Linked DNA regions of Sus scrofa: region 1 is linked to region 2. Evidence: chromatin contacts called from public Hi-C data. All regions are on one chromosome and are shown on one strand. The core of a region is the stretch at or near the end of the contact, and the rest is flanking DNA. Distances in the headings are between cores, read along the strand shown. Region 1 holds the start of TXNDC16 (thioredoxin domain-containing protein 16). Region 2 holds the start of C1H14orf166 (chromosome 1 open reading frame, human C14orf166).

What was found. Hi-C and Micro-C count contacts between places; a contact is called where the count stands out from the background.
Region 1: a contact with region 2 is called in a Hi-C map of liver, with 9 times the contacts expected there. The contact joins the promoter of TXNDC16 here to the promoter of C1H14orf166 in region 2. A contact is called at or near these places in 2 of 47 Hi-C or Micro-C datasets (heart right ventricle and liver).

Annotation. Positions count from the first base shown.
Region 1 is chr1:182,197,942-182,204,941 of Sscrofa11.1, reverse strand. It overlaps TXNDC16 (thioredoxin domain-containing protein 16), which reads left to right and starts at 1,894. Exons shown (of 21, transcript XM_021102004.1): 1 at 1,894-2,272. It overlaps GPR137C (integral membrane protein GPR137C), which reads right to left and starts at 1,757. Exons shown (of 7, transcript XM_005659957.3): 1 at 1,009-1,757. The coding sequence starts at 1,434.
Region 2 is chr1:181,677,964-181,685,754 of Sscrofa11.1, reverse strand. It overlaps C1H14orf166 (chromosome 1 open reading frame, human C14orf166), which reads right to left and starts at 4,387. Exons shown (of 8, transcript NM_001243494.1): 1 at 4,233-4,387; 2 at 1,969-2,093. The coding sequence starts at 4,293.

The sequences.
Region 1 (7,000 bases), core at 645-3,144, 520 kb before region 2:
TTTTTTTTTTTTTCCAGAGGGGAGGGGAGGGGGGATTTTTTTTTTTTTTTTTTTTTTGCAATTCTCAAAATTCCTTAGCTTAAATACCACTAGCTGGCACACATGATTGACAACCTTACACTCTCAAACCTGTTTGAAATGGGTCAAATACCTAAGTGCTGCAGAACAATGCAATCCAACCAGCAATTCCTCAAGAAAGAGAAAGGGGGTGTGATTAGGTTCCAGCTATTAAGCAACTTATTGCAAAAACAGTTTGGTGGTTTGTTTCTGTAACAGGCGCAGGCTAAGCTAATATTTTATCTCTTAATTAGCTTAAACAAACAAACAAACAAAACCCAGGCTGCAAAAAGATAAGATAAATACCCAAAGCATGAAGCGACTGGGGCAAACACTGGGATTTTTTTACGGAGGTCTTTATACTGACCCTCCGCTTTGGTTATTGATAATTAACCCCGCCGGGGAACCAACGAAAGGAATCTGTGTGAGGCTTATCGAGCCACGGGAAAGGAGAGGCAGGAGGGAATATAAGCTTCTAATAAAAGAAACGCAGCAACAATAGCAGAGGAACAGCTCTGCCTGGTGACGTAATGGCTGGCAGCAGTCCAGCTTCAGCAGAGCTGCTGCTACCTCAGCATCCAACCTCTCTCAACACAGTCCAGCTTCGGCAGAGCTACCGGGGCTGCTACTTCTTGCGATGCCACTTTGTTGGTACCACCGATACCTTCCCTTACAGGGCCAGGACGCCGAACAAAGGCTGGTCCTGCTCTCTTAAGTTGTCGGAACACACTCTCACTCACTCATCCCCCTCCAAGCCCTTCAGTCGCCGAGCCGATCGGCGGCTCAAGTTTAGGGCGAGAAGCCTGGCACACAATCCGGGCGTACCTCAGTCTCCCCGGGCGACTCTCGGTCCGCACCTCCCTACCCCAGCCCCCACCGGTCCCTAGCCCAAGTTGAAAGCTGCGGCCCCGTTCTCCCGCCCGGCCCAGCGTGCCGGTCCTCCCGCCTTACCTCCGCCAGGTAGAGGTTGAGGAGACAGAGCGTGGAGAACTGGAGACAGGAGGGGAAGCAGTAGAGCAGCCAGTGGGGGAAGAAGTGCAGGTGAGCGGGCGGCCGGAGCAGGGGCAGGGAGCCGCTGAGCGAGAAGGCGGCGGAGAAAAGGGTGGTCCTGAGCGCTGCCCACAGGAGACAGAGAAAGAGGCAGAGGCTCTGGTAACTCAGGCGCCGCTCGCGATACAGGAGCAGCCGCCACAGCTGCAGGTAGGCAAAGGCGAAGAGAGCGGCGTAGAGCAGGGCGTGCAGGATGCTCAGCGCCAACTGTACCGAGCCCGGCACCGCGGCGCCTGAGGCAGCAGCGACGGCGCCTCCGCCTCCGCCGCTCCCGCCGGGCGTCGAGGGCTCGCGGCTGGCCGCCGGACCCGGCACGGACACCCTCATGAGGGGGTTGTGGGGCGGGCGAGGGAGCGCGGGAAGGAAGGGGCCGGACTCGGAGCCGCCGTCGAGGGGAAGAAGGATGACTCCCTGACCCCCCACCCACCCCAACCTCCAACCCCAGGAAGCGCCGTGACAGGACCTGGAGCCCCGCGGAGAGCAGCCGCGGCTCCCCGGACCCCGCCTCCTCTCCCCGCCCCACCCCCCCGGGGGTCTCTGCTCCTCCTGCAGCGGCTCCGCTCGGTAGCTGCAAAAAACAACTCTCGGCTGGAGACAATCAGCTGAGAAACCCGAGCATTTGAGGCGCTCGCTCCGCACCGTGGGCTCGCGCGGATTGGCCCAGGTGGGCACGCCCCCTGCGCGCCGCACTCGGAAGACTACAGGCGGCAGGACCCGTCGCTCCAGGGTCTCACGATCTGATTGGACGCTTCCTTTCTCCGCTTTCTCCCTCCTCTTCACTTCCCACCCACACTGTCGATTGGCCCAGCAACTGCGCTGCCCGCTCGCGCCGGCGGGCGGACTAGGTTGTGGCCTGTCACTGGGGCTTCTCTCACTCCTCCCCCTGCGCTTCCCTTTGGCTGGAGAGGCCTCACGTAAGGCCCACGAGGAGAGGGAGGAGCTTCGCGGCTTGTTTTTTCCCTGCCGGCTGATACAGCCGAGCTGTGGTGGCTGCAGGCGTGGAGGGCGGGAGCGCTGCAAACTCGCAGGTGTGGGGAGCGGTTCGGTGCAGCGAAGCAAGCGGGGCATGACCCCGCCTTCTGCTTCTTCTCTTTCAAGTGGCGGGAACTGTCGGCCAGCCGTCCGGGTCCCAGCCCGCAGGTCTTGTCCTCCGGTCTCCGAGTAGGTAGGTGGCAGCGCCGCTCCTACAGGCGACGGGCTGTGGTTTCTGCCTGCAGAGATTCAGCCCTGGTGGCTCTTCCCCGGCAGGGGCCGCACCGGCTAACTCTGGAGTTTGGCTTAAAAGGGGCCTCACCTAGATCCTTCTTTAGAGACGTTTTTGTTTCTTCTCCCCCCCGCCCCCCGGGGGCGTGAGCGGCAGTTAAAACGTGAGCCCTTCGTGGGGAGGGGGCAAGGGATGAGGCGAAGGCTGAACAGAAGCGCTAAAAGACCCTTTCATCCCTCGGGAAATGTCCCAGAAAAAAGAGTGATACTAGGATGAGATGGATATGGACGCGATCTCCGAGTAGGGGAAGGTGGGTCTTTGAAACTTCGAATTTGAAAAGATGCTGTAGGCATAAGTTCAGTCAACCAGGCAGAAACAGAATTATAAGCCTTTGATGAATGTCTGGAGAGGAAAAAGAATAGTCTGTGCTTCTTAAATTCCCCATGTATTCCTTCAAGCCTTGGTCTGGTATGGGGTGGATGGCTGCGCTATTTTTAGGGCTCAGAGAGATACAAAACAAATGCTGTATGTCACATGCTGCTGAAAATTAGTGAAAATAAATAGATCTAAATAGATCTTCCACGTATATTGAACTAATATTTATTGACTTTTTTTGGGAAGGTGTTTGGTAAGGAAAAGAGCAAAGTAGTGCAAAGCGATGAGAGAATAATTTGTGTTCCCCTTAGAATGGGTGGCACATCCAAATTAAGTATCCCCGTGAAAGACTGTTAGATTTGCTGGTGCAGCCAAGACTCAGCCTTTCCTAACTCACTATTCTAAGGAGAGTGTTGGTACCTTCTTTCCTAGCTACCTGATCCACGGGGGACTTAAAAGTTTCTCGTGTTCCAGGTTCTGGGACAGAAGTTCACTCAGGCACCAGATGCTGCTCTGTTCTGGGTTCTGTGTAGGTGTGCTGACAAACTGTGATATACATTTAGGCGCTATTATCTGAAATCCCTCTGATAAACATTCAGCTGAGCAGGTTGTGTGGTGCAGGCTAAGGGTACAGCTTGGCTGTAAGAGGTTAACAGGCCTAATCCAACATCAAGGCTGTAAAGAAGGATCTCAGATTTATTGGAATTTAAGACATTTGCCTCATGGATTCTTAGAGAATGTGGTTAGAGCAGTACATAGTTCAGTTTGAAAGGGGCCGGAGTACCATTGGCCCCAGTGAGTTAACTGATTGCAGTTATGTACTTTAGCGGATATATTGAGCATGAACTGAGAGTTATATTCTTTTAGGCACTTGTCAAAATCAGGAAAGCATCGTATTCTCTGGCATGGTGTATTTTTTTTTAATCTTCCATAATCGGTGAATTAGTTCCTGAGTAGGTTTGCACCATGAAGAGTTTTTTCTTTTTTTCCTATATTCTCTACTCAAAGGGAGAGTAAACGACATCTGGATGGTACCTATACTAGGTACTAGTTTCAGATCTTTGCTAAAAAACCTTTGAAACTTTTTATTCCTGAGTCATAGCAAATCCAGATAGTTGCTTTTTTTCTCCTTTTGTGGGGGGCATTGTATGGGGGTGCAAATAGAAGATTTTGCCACAATCACCCTGAGAGAACTCAAATGGAGAGATATTAACTCCTTTTATTGCCTCCTTTGGGGCTTAAATGATAAGCTATGATGAGATCTAATTAACATTTTATTTGAGGCTGGTTCAGTGAGCAGGTTCTGTTCTCCAAAAGCAGCATTAAATTGTAAGTAAGCTAATTTTTGACAGAATGTTCTTTTAGGAACTTTGTAAACATTATATGCCCCATTTGTTGCAGAATATGAAATGTATCTTTTCCCAGAAAATGATGCCTACAGATCTTGGTGTAATTTGTTTAATGTTTACAGTTGTTAATTTTCTTTCTTGAGATAGGAAACCATTTGTTTTATGTTTAATCATAAGGGAAATTTAGGCCTTTAAAAGACAACTTAACCAAAGGTCTTCTAGAAAAGCTTGTTCCTACATAATCTAAAATCTGAAATGTGTCCAAATGCACAGTGGTTGAATATTGTTGTTCTGGTAGGGCAGATTACTCGAGCACAATGGTCTTTCCAACATTTAAAAGAAGAACTGGGAGTTCCCATTGTGGCACAGTGGTAACGAACCCAAGTAGTATCCATGAGGACATAGGTTCCATATCTGGCCCCCCCTTAGTGGGTTAAGGATCCGTCGTTGCGTAGGCTGTGTTGTAGGCTGACAGCTGCAGCGCTGATTAGACCCCTAGCCTGGGAACTTCCATATGCCATGAGTGTGGCCCTAAAAAGACCAAAAAAAAGGAGCTGTTTGCCAGTTGTTGTTATACATGGGACCTAATCCCAAAATGGAATTGCTCTACCTGAAGAGGACTGCCAGCTGCTCCACATGCACAGAAAGGCACATTCTTGATCCTCGCACTGGCAGGATGATCAGTGGTTTTTTCTAAGTACTTCCTCCTTGTTGCTCTTGGGGGCTGAGCAGAACTAACTTTTCTTGTCCTTAGCATTGCCTTTTATTTACAACTTTTAGCCCTTTTTGTACTTTAGCCTCATTCATTCATTCTTGGAGTGCTTCTTCTCCTCCTGTCCTTAGTTAAATGTTTTATTTTTTTAAATGTTTAACACATTTTTTCTAACTTTTAAATGACTTGTGCATGCGTACTTGTTTGTAGAGTTTAGGGATGAGACAAAAGTGACATCTTGCTCTGATTAGAGCTGCCAGGAGCATTATACTGAAGAACTGAGGGCTCCTTCCAGGCCCAAAGGGTAAGAATCAGCACTTAGTTGGGAGATGTCTATGTGTAGTATTGGCAAACATTTGCCTAGGGCTCCCATTTTCTTTTGATATTGGCACCTGTTGTGATGACAGTGAGCTGCATTTTATAGGGTCACCTTTCCTTTTAGAAAATTCCTAAAGTGAAACTGGGTCAATTTCTTGTGAATTCTTTGAAATAGACTGCTTTAAAATCTAGGATATATATGTATGTTCAAGTCCCTTTCCTTTTAGCTGTTACTAAAACAAACAGGGCTAGGATGGGTTATACTGTAATAATAACCCTAAAGCTTCAGAGGTTTGAAACATTTATACTGAGTAGGCTGGGAGCATATCCCTATGTTGCCCACTTCCTGAGACTTGGTTCAACAGAGAAGGCCTCAGTTTTTACTGTTTTCAATCATAGAAGACAACAAGTGTGTCATGCTTCACGACATGGTGACTCTTAAAAGGGTCTGGAAATTGCCTATGTCGCTTTGCACATTTCATGGGCCAAATCAAGTTACGGCTATACCTAACTCAAGGAAGTGGGGAAAGATTTTAACATGTGTAGAGAACTGGAAACATTTGGACCATTTATCCTTTTTGTCAACGGATATTCTCCTTCCTACATGTACTTCATCCTTGGCCCTTCCCAGTGGAGATAACCCCCAAATCCCATCCAGTCACCGTGTCAAGCTCCAAGTCTCAGATCTCTGAGTAATGCCCAGCAGCCATAATCTCTGGTAATCTGTATCAGTCTGGACATTATAAATTATCTGTCTCCACACCTTGTCGAATGCATAGAGTAGTGTAGGGAAAGATAACTATAATAAGTGTTCCCGTTTGGAGAGGAGAAGCATGGGAGACATATATGAGACTGTGGACTTTCACAGCTTTGTTGTGCTAAGGCTCTGATTCTCTTCCTTGGGTCTCTAGACCAGTGCTTTTCAAACTATCTGTTATGAATGAGCAGTGTTTGTTTTTTTTAAATTTTAATTCTAATCTGCTTTGAATTTTTGTTAAACACAAAATGAATTATAAGGCAAATGAAAAAAAAGAAACCTGTCAAATGACTAGACCAATTTAAAAATAATTAGATTCAACAGACAAAACTACTGTGTGAAATTACTATAAAAGCTTTTAAACATTTGTACTCAATTTCTGTGCATATCTCGTTATTGTAGACCAGTGACAAAGAGTTCATATTCTAGCACATGCCCTAGAGCATAGTTCTGTATGGTCCTTGGCTTTGCCTTGCAGGAAGTCCCTACTTTTTTATTATCCTTGGCCATACCTGAAGTTGGCTTTGGAGAAGATGGCCTCTTTCCACGGCTGAGCAGTTTTGTCAGCTTCCTTTCAGACCATACAAGTGTGGGAACTTAAACACTGTTGTAAGTTTTAAACAGCTAGTCTTTTGGATGGCGGTTCTTTAAGTACCTTTCATTTAATGCCTCATTAAACTCAGTGAACAGCAACTATCACACAGTACTCTTCTTGTTTTCTAGCCTGTTCTAGGGCCATAAATAAGTTCTTTAGCCATGTGAACCTAGGTACATGTTCATAAACCCATTAGGTCCTTGTTACCCGGATATTATGGTAGTGATGGTTGCATCAAATGTTTTGTTACTCCTTAATATGGATCATTTGTTGAGCTCCTGCGTCTATACAGTTCCCTGAAGAAAGAGTTTCCTTGTGTAGTCCCAGAACAGTTTCTGTGTTGCTTGGCCCCTGAGCCAATATGTGGGGTTCTTGTTAAGGTAGCATTTCACTTCTAGTTTGTATACCAGCAAAGATAAACTAGATTATGCTGCAATAAAAGGCTCTCAATCTTAGAGGCTTAAGACAAAAGGTTTATTTCTTCCTATGACCCATGCTCGTTGCATTTCAGCCAGAGGTTCTCTGTGCTCATTCTGGGATCTGTGTTGACAAACAACTGCCCCCTTGAATGTCTTCACCAGGT
Region 2 (7,791 bases), core at 3,138-5,637:
CTGTGGCTGTGGCTGGCAGCTGCAGCTCTGATTCAACCCCTAGCCTGGGAACTTCCATATGCAGTGAGTGCAGCCCTAAAAAGACAAAAAGAACAACAACAACAAGAAACCCACCAATGTTATTACTCGAAACTTCTGGAACTTCTCTTTGGAAATCCTTTAGGGGATAATTAATGAATCAGCACTTTTCAGCCCTAACTCATTTTCTGATCAAAAATTTTATCCCAGAGTTCCCACTGGAGCTCAGCGAGTTACAAACCCCGACTGGTATCCATGAGGATATGGGTTCAATCACTGGCCTCGCTCAGTGGGTTAAGGATCTGGCATTGCTATGGCTGTGGCATAGGCCAGCAGCCACAGCTGATTCAAGCCCTAGTCTGGGAATTTCCATGTGCTGCATGTGCAACCCTAAAAAACAAAAAGAAAATTCATTACAAAAAAAATTTATCCCCCTGCTTATTAGTCATTATGCAAAAAGCAAATCCACCTTCTAAAGTAAAAAAAAAACAAAAAACAAAAAAAAACCCCACCCAAACCTGTCAGTATTAAAGATATTCAAAAAAGGTCTCCTGATCTAAGTCATTCTAAAAGAAGTTCCAAATGTGCTTTAAATAATGACATCATCATTCCAAAGAGACCATCTTGAAAGATAACATCTGCATAAGTTCCAATACATTAATCTTTAATTGATACTATTTTACTGTCACTTATGGGTGTTTTTATCATAAAGTTTTTTTATCTTAATGCCCTTCTGTATTGTCTTGTTCACGTGAATGAGCCATAAGATGTAACATAAGCAACTATAAAATCCTAACAATACATTTCAAGGTCTTAAGAAGCCTATTGAAATTTTCAAAAATACTTTTGAAGAGCAAAGGAAAAAAATCTGGTAGTAGCATTAATAAAAGTAGAGGCAGGGAAATTAATAAACCTTTACTATGAGGCAGGCACCTCAGTGAACAGGCACATAGGTATATATCATTCATTAACAATACATGCCACTCCTACAAGATAGGTACCACTGTTATCCCATTTATTAATAAAGTTGCCCATTGTCGAGAACTAGTGTGAACCTACATAATCCCCTAATTCATAAAATCTCTAAGGAAAAGTTAGGTACCTAAACACTCTGCTTCAGCAAATGAAAAATCCAGTCACATTTCATATTCTTAAAGATCTTACTCATCAAAGTAAAAGAGCTGATGAAAATGATTAATGTAAATACTGATATTGTAAAATGTGATTTTTTTTCTAATTTGAGAACAACTCTTTTCTGCAAAAATGATAGTAAAATTAAACTAAATCAATGGGAAAATCATTCCAGACACAAAAATAATTATTTTTTTAATCCAGATTTTTTTAGGATTATTTCCTTTGTACACATGGGACAACTCTGTATGTTAAATATAAGCATAAACAAGACATAATCTTAGTTTTCACACATGCCAATAATGTTTGTTTTGTTTTGTTCTTTTGGCTCCTACTGTGGCATATAAAAGTTCCTGGGCTAGGGAATGAATCCAAATCCAAGCCACAGCTGTGAGCTATGCTGCTGCAGAGACAATGCTGGATCCTTAACTTGCTGTACACAGCAGGAACTCCAACAATGCCTTGTTTTAATAAAATATTTAAGTGTATTTCTACTATATTTTTAATGTAAAAATTATGATTTTGGCCATTTTTACCACTTATAAAATATATATCTCTGTTTACTTAAGAAGCCTCAGTGTTTTGGAACAAAATTATTTCTAGCTAGTACTAAATACTTGATAGGAAGAGATAATATCATTTGCTTTAAAAACAGAAGAAATATGGAAAAGAAAAAAGTTAAATCCCTGAAATCTGGCTTTTCTAACACTGATCATTATTAAGTATTTTAGAAAAACAAGGAAATTTTAAGCTTGCTTGTCTTAGTACAATTTTTAGACAAGTTCTCTGTACTTTTAACTTTACTTTCTAATCCATTACCTTCTCAAAGAACTTGGGCCAGTCACTGCTGTGGATGTTTCTTAAATTACCTCTGTCTTCAATCTTGTAGTGTCTGATTTTCTGGTCTTCAAGCCAAACAATAAAGTTTCTAAATTCTGTTTCATCTGCAATAAAAACATGATATAAATCACTCAAAGCACTATAAGTAAAGCACTTCCTTTTCCAAAAATAAATAGTCTTATGGAATTTTTTTAACTCCAAAATAGTAAGTTACTTGAGCTGCTTGATGTAGGAGCTGAAAGTGCAGACTTTGGTTTTTTTTTTTTTTTTTTTTTTTGGTCTTTTTGCCATTTTTTTGGGCCTCTCCCGCAGCATATGGAGGTTCCCAGGCTAGGGGTCGAATCGGAGCTGTAGCCGCCGGCCTATGCCAGAGCCACAGCAACGCAGGATCCGAGCCGCATCTGCAACCTACAGCACAGCTCACGGCAACGCCGGATCCTTAACCCACTGAGCAAGGGCAGAGACCGAACCCGCAACCTCATGGTTCCTAGTAGGATTCGTTTACCACAGCGCCACGACAGGAACTCCTGAAAGTGCAGACTTTGAATTAACAGATCTAAAAAATGTTCTGTTCCTATCCTGGCCTGAATTCAAATTCTGACTACACACATCTTGTGATTATGTGAACTTAGGCTAATTACCTAAATTTCTTGTGCCTCAGACTCCTGAGTTACAAAACGGGGGGAGGGAGGCGGGGGGGGGGGGAATAACAGGACTTACCTCACAGGGCTGTTATGAAGGTTAAGTAAATTATTTAAAGATTAAAAGTATCTGGCACATAGTTTTGCTATTAAAATATCAGTTATTTTCCAAGTTCCTTTGGGGAAGGGAGGAGGAAGAATTGGAAAACATTAAATTTACAGCAATAATAAAGTACAAGAAATTAAAGGATGGTTTTCCCATGTGGCTCAACAGGTTAAGACCTGACGTTTTTGTGAAGATTCGATTCAATCCCTGGCCTTGCTCAGTGGATTAAGGATCCAGCATTGGCACAACCTGAGGCATAGGCTGCAGATGTGGCTCAGATCTGGTATTGCCGTGGCTGTGGTGTAGGCTGGTAGCTGCAGCTCTGATTCAACAGCTAGCCTGGGAACTTCCATATGCCACAGATGCAGCAGTAAAAAGAAGGGGGGGGGGATGTCAAATTAAATGATAAATACAAAGGCGATACAGTCAACTACTACTGTTTACTATTACAGCATATTAAAACCATTCATGAAAAAGTTCATAGGTGTTCATGTACCTCACATTCTCTTGCGGTAGGAATATCCTTATCGCACAAGTGTGAAAATTGAGGCTCAAAGATTTGAAATCCAGCTCTAAGCTCTACTGCCTTGAACCTTTTTTGTTAAATAAAAGGCAAAGTAGAAAAACAAGAGTCTATAAATTGACATGCTTCTACAGGAGATCAACAAAACACTGTTAGACTGCTTGGAAATTATTTTCAATTTCAAAATTCAAGCTGGAATTCAAATTATGAAGTCTTGAGAATTTCACCATCTTCTGAACATGCCAGGTTGTACTTGAACACTTTCAAACTTACTAGTCTACTACAGGCTAAGAATTCTGGAAAAAAAACAAGTAGTGGTGGGTAGTAGCTGTGTAACAGTGGGGTAGCAATCTTAATACTTTTTTTTCTTCTACAATTTTAACACTGTGAAATCCCAAATACCTTCGTATTTACAATTCAACCGCCCCATTCAGCTGCTGCTAACTTTTTTTGCACGACCCACACACTGTAATTAGCCCGTTATTATACGCGTGTATCCCAACACTGCCAGCCCAGGACCTCATTAACATTTGAGCTCAAACTGCTCGGTGGGTTCTCACTGCCCACCCCGACCCCTTAGTTCCTGGCAGGCAGTGAACTAACTGGTGTTCAAGTTACGCCGCATCTTCCTCGGATTCCAGCACTGCGCTGGCCCCCAGCAGGTGCTCACGGCGTCACCCTGTGACCCGGCAACCAGCGCATTGAGGGCTAAGAGAAAAAAAGACTTTCCCTCTAGAGAGCTGAGGGTGCGGGCAGGAGGTGAGAGTGGTGTCCGGAGTTTAGCAAGGACACAAAGAACGGGTGACGGGGCTCTGAAGCCAAGGAAGCTTCAGGTGCCCGGCGGGTGGGAGAAGATAAGTCCCGGGGAGACAAGGCCGCGAACGGCCCGGGTAGCGTGCCCGGATGCCGGCGCCGAGGGAGCGGTGGCCCGCGGGGTCACTGACACGCGGCCGGCCCAAGGCCGCCGCCTCACCTTTGCAGTTGAAGCCAGCAGGATTGTGGTAGTCGAGGGCCGTCAGCTTGCGTCGGAACATGGTCCCAGTCTGCTCGCTCCGGTCCCCGGTCTTCAGCCGGGAGGGGAGAACCGAGGAAGAGCGAGCGGCGCAGGCACCGACGACGCGGCGAGAGGGCGTCGGGAGCCGGGACGCTCCGAAATGACGGCGGCCTTAGCCAATCCTGGCTTTAGGATCGGCAGCCGCCGGCCAATGCCCACCAATCGTAGCTCCGGTTGGGGAGGCGGGGCCACGTTGAGGCACGTCGACGCTCAAATAAACTTTATTGTCAGCTTACTAGTTGTGCATTAGGCAGAATGCAACTTAGTGGCCGGTTACCTGTTGTTTTCCTCGCGGTGTTGATACACCCCGCAGAGCACGGTATACTTAGATTCTGCTATCGCCATGCCTCTTATTGAATCGTATAATCTGTTTAGTATTTTCAGCGTATTCACCCATTCATTGAATTATTACATGCCTCCTTCTAACGCTGCTAATAAAAAAGACTTTTTAGCAAGGTCCCTTTCTCACTAAGTAGGGAGTGATCGACAGGTAAACAAACAAATATAATACTGTATAATAGTTCCAGACATCACTAGCAGCTATGGAATCTTGAAGCCAAAAACCTGGACTTATCCTTCACTCCCTATCAACCTCAATTACAACATCCAATACTTCATTAATTCATGCTGTTCTGTCTCTCATGTCTTTCTCAAATCCCTCTCCTCCTCCCAACCTCACTGATGCTACCTCAAATCAGGCCTTCATCATTTTTGCTTATTCTATCTTATTTCTTAGGGCCAGTCTTGCTTTTTCCAATCCTCCCAACTCCACTCCCACCATCACAGTCAGCAATGATAGTGATTTTCTGAAACAAAAACCTGTTCATTACCGTTTAATGCTTAGTATCCTTTTGTGGGTTCCTGCTGCCTTTGAAATAATCAAAACTTCAATTTATATATTAATATGCTTCTTCATTCCCCCAATCTGCATTCATACACTGGAGAGACAGCAGTGAGCAAGACCTACCAGGCCCGTACTCTCCTGAAGTTTAAAAGGTTGTTGAGGGAAGACAAAACAAACAAGTCTGAACTATGGCTTGAAGATGGTGAGGAGTTTGCCATACCATCAAAAGGGTAGCTTGCATTGAGGGAAGAAGACATACAAAGTAAAGGAGTGAACAGCAGCTGGGCCAGAGTGGCTAGAGCTTATGGAAGTTGGAGGGTAGAAGAGAATGACAGTGGATGAGACTTAGCCAAAGACCAGGGCCTGATCAAAAACGACCTTTCATGCCATGCTAAGGGGAGCTATTGATGTTCTTGGAGGCAAGCCAACTTTATATGCTTCATTTTATTTCAACAGATTATAATTAAACACTGTGCTGGTACTTGTGGGCCATACAAATGAGTGAGATATTTTCAGGATATTCAAGTATAAAAGCAAAATTAGACATGTAAATAAATACTTATAATCTAGAGTTAGAAAGTGATAAATAACGAGAAGTACAAAGTGTGCTTTCAGGTCAGAATACAGCTTTAAGGAGGCACTGTGAGACAGTCTGTATTTTCCAAATAAGATGCCTACTGATTGAATCAAAAAATCAGCTCCAGTGAGTTCCTTTTGTGGCTCAGAAGTAACAAACCCGACTAGTATCCATGAGGATGACGATTTGCTTCCTGGCCCTGCTCAGTGGGTTAATGATCCAGTGTTGCCCTGAGCTGTGGTGTAGGTCAAAGATGCAGCTTGGATCCCACATTGCTGAGGCTGTGGTGTAGGCCAGCTGCTGCAGCTCCAGTTTGACCCCTAGCCAGGGAACATCCATATACTGCCCTAAAAAGCAAAAAAAAAAAAAAAAAAAAAAAAAACCAAAAAACGAAACAACAACAACAAAAACAGAAAAAAGAAAAAAGCTGTAATATACCATGGTATATGCTAGCTATATAGTTAACAAAATACTAGCCAAAAAATACGAAGAAATATGAACCAGTCAAGGAAGGGGAAATAATAAAGGAATGCTTATATGCAATTGCAGATAATGTTATTTCTTTAAAAAGTGGGGGAAAGCAGGAATTCCCACTGTGGCAGAGTGGGTTAAGAATCCAACTGCAGCAGCTCAGGTCAATGTGGAGGGATGGGTTTGATCCCCAACCCAGTGCAGTGGGTTAAAGGATCCAGCGTTGCCACAGCTGCAGCATAGGTCAAAGTTGCGGCTCAGATTCACTACCTGGCCTAGGAACTTCCATATACCACAAGTGCAGCCATAAAAATAAATAAATAAAATTTTTTAAAAAAGAGTAGGAAAAAGTGATTTTAAATTTTTTCCTGGAATTGATACTTTAATGTAAAAAAAAAACAAAAAAACCTCAGTTGTTTGTTCCTGACCTTGTATCTCTATTTCAGAGCCCTAAATGATCAGGTACTTGAAACTCTCTTGTCATCACCCCCAGGTGTGAGGAGGTTGGAAGAGGATGTAGACATGAGGAATGCTGCAAGGGACCACCAGACTTGAGCAGAGGACAAAGCTTTTTTTTTTTTTAATGATTTTTATGTTTTCCATTATAGTTTATTTACAGTGTTCTGTCAATTTCTACTGTACAGCAAAGTGACTCATATATATACTATATATATGTAATACATATTTATATATAATACACATATGTTCTTTTTCTCATCCTCCATCATGTTCCATCACAAGTGACTGGATATAGTTCCCTGTGCTCTATAGCAGGATCTCATTGCCTATCCACTCCAAATGCAATAGTTTGCATCTATTAACCCCAAGCTCCCAGTCTATCCCACACCCTCCCCCTTGGCAACCACAAGTCTGTTCTCCAAGTCCATGAGTTTCTTTTCGGTGGAAAGGTTCATTTGTGCCATATATTAGATATAGGTGATATCATTGGCATTTGTCTTTCTCTTTCAGACTGACTTCACTTAGTATGAGAGTCTCTAGTTCCATCCATGTTGCTGCAAATAGCATTATTTTGTTCTTTTGTATGGCTGAGTAGTATTCTATGGTGTGTATGGACCACATCTTAATCCATTCCTCTGTCGATGGACATTTCGGTTGTTTCCATGTCTTGGCTGTTGTGAATAATGTTGCAATGAACATAGGGGTGTATGTGCCTTTTTCAATGAAAGTTTTATCTGGATAGATGCCCAAGAGTGGAACTGCTGGGTCATATGGTAGTTCTATATTTAGTTTTTTGAGGTACCTCCATACTGTTTTTCATAGTGGTTGTACCAATTTACATTCCTACCAACAGTGTAGGACAGTACCCTTTTCTCCATGCCCTCTCCAGCATTTCTTATTTGTTAACTTGTTAACGATGGCCATTCTGACTGGTGTGAGGTGGTACCTCATAGTAATTTTGATTTGCATTTCTCTAATAAGCAGGGATGTTGAGCATTTTTTCGTGTGTCTGTTGGCTATCTGGATGTCTTCTTTGGCGAAATGTCTATTCAGCTCTTTTGCTGATTTTTCAGTTAGGTCGTTGGTTTTTCTGCTGTTGAGTTGTATAAGTTTGTATACTTTAGAGG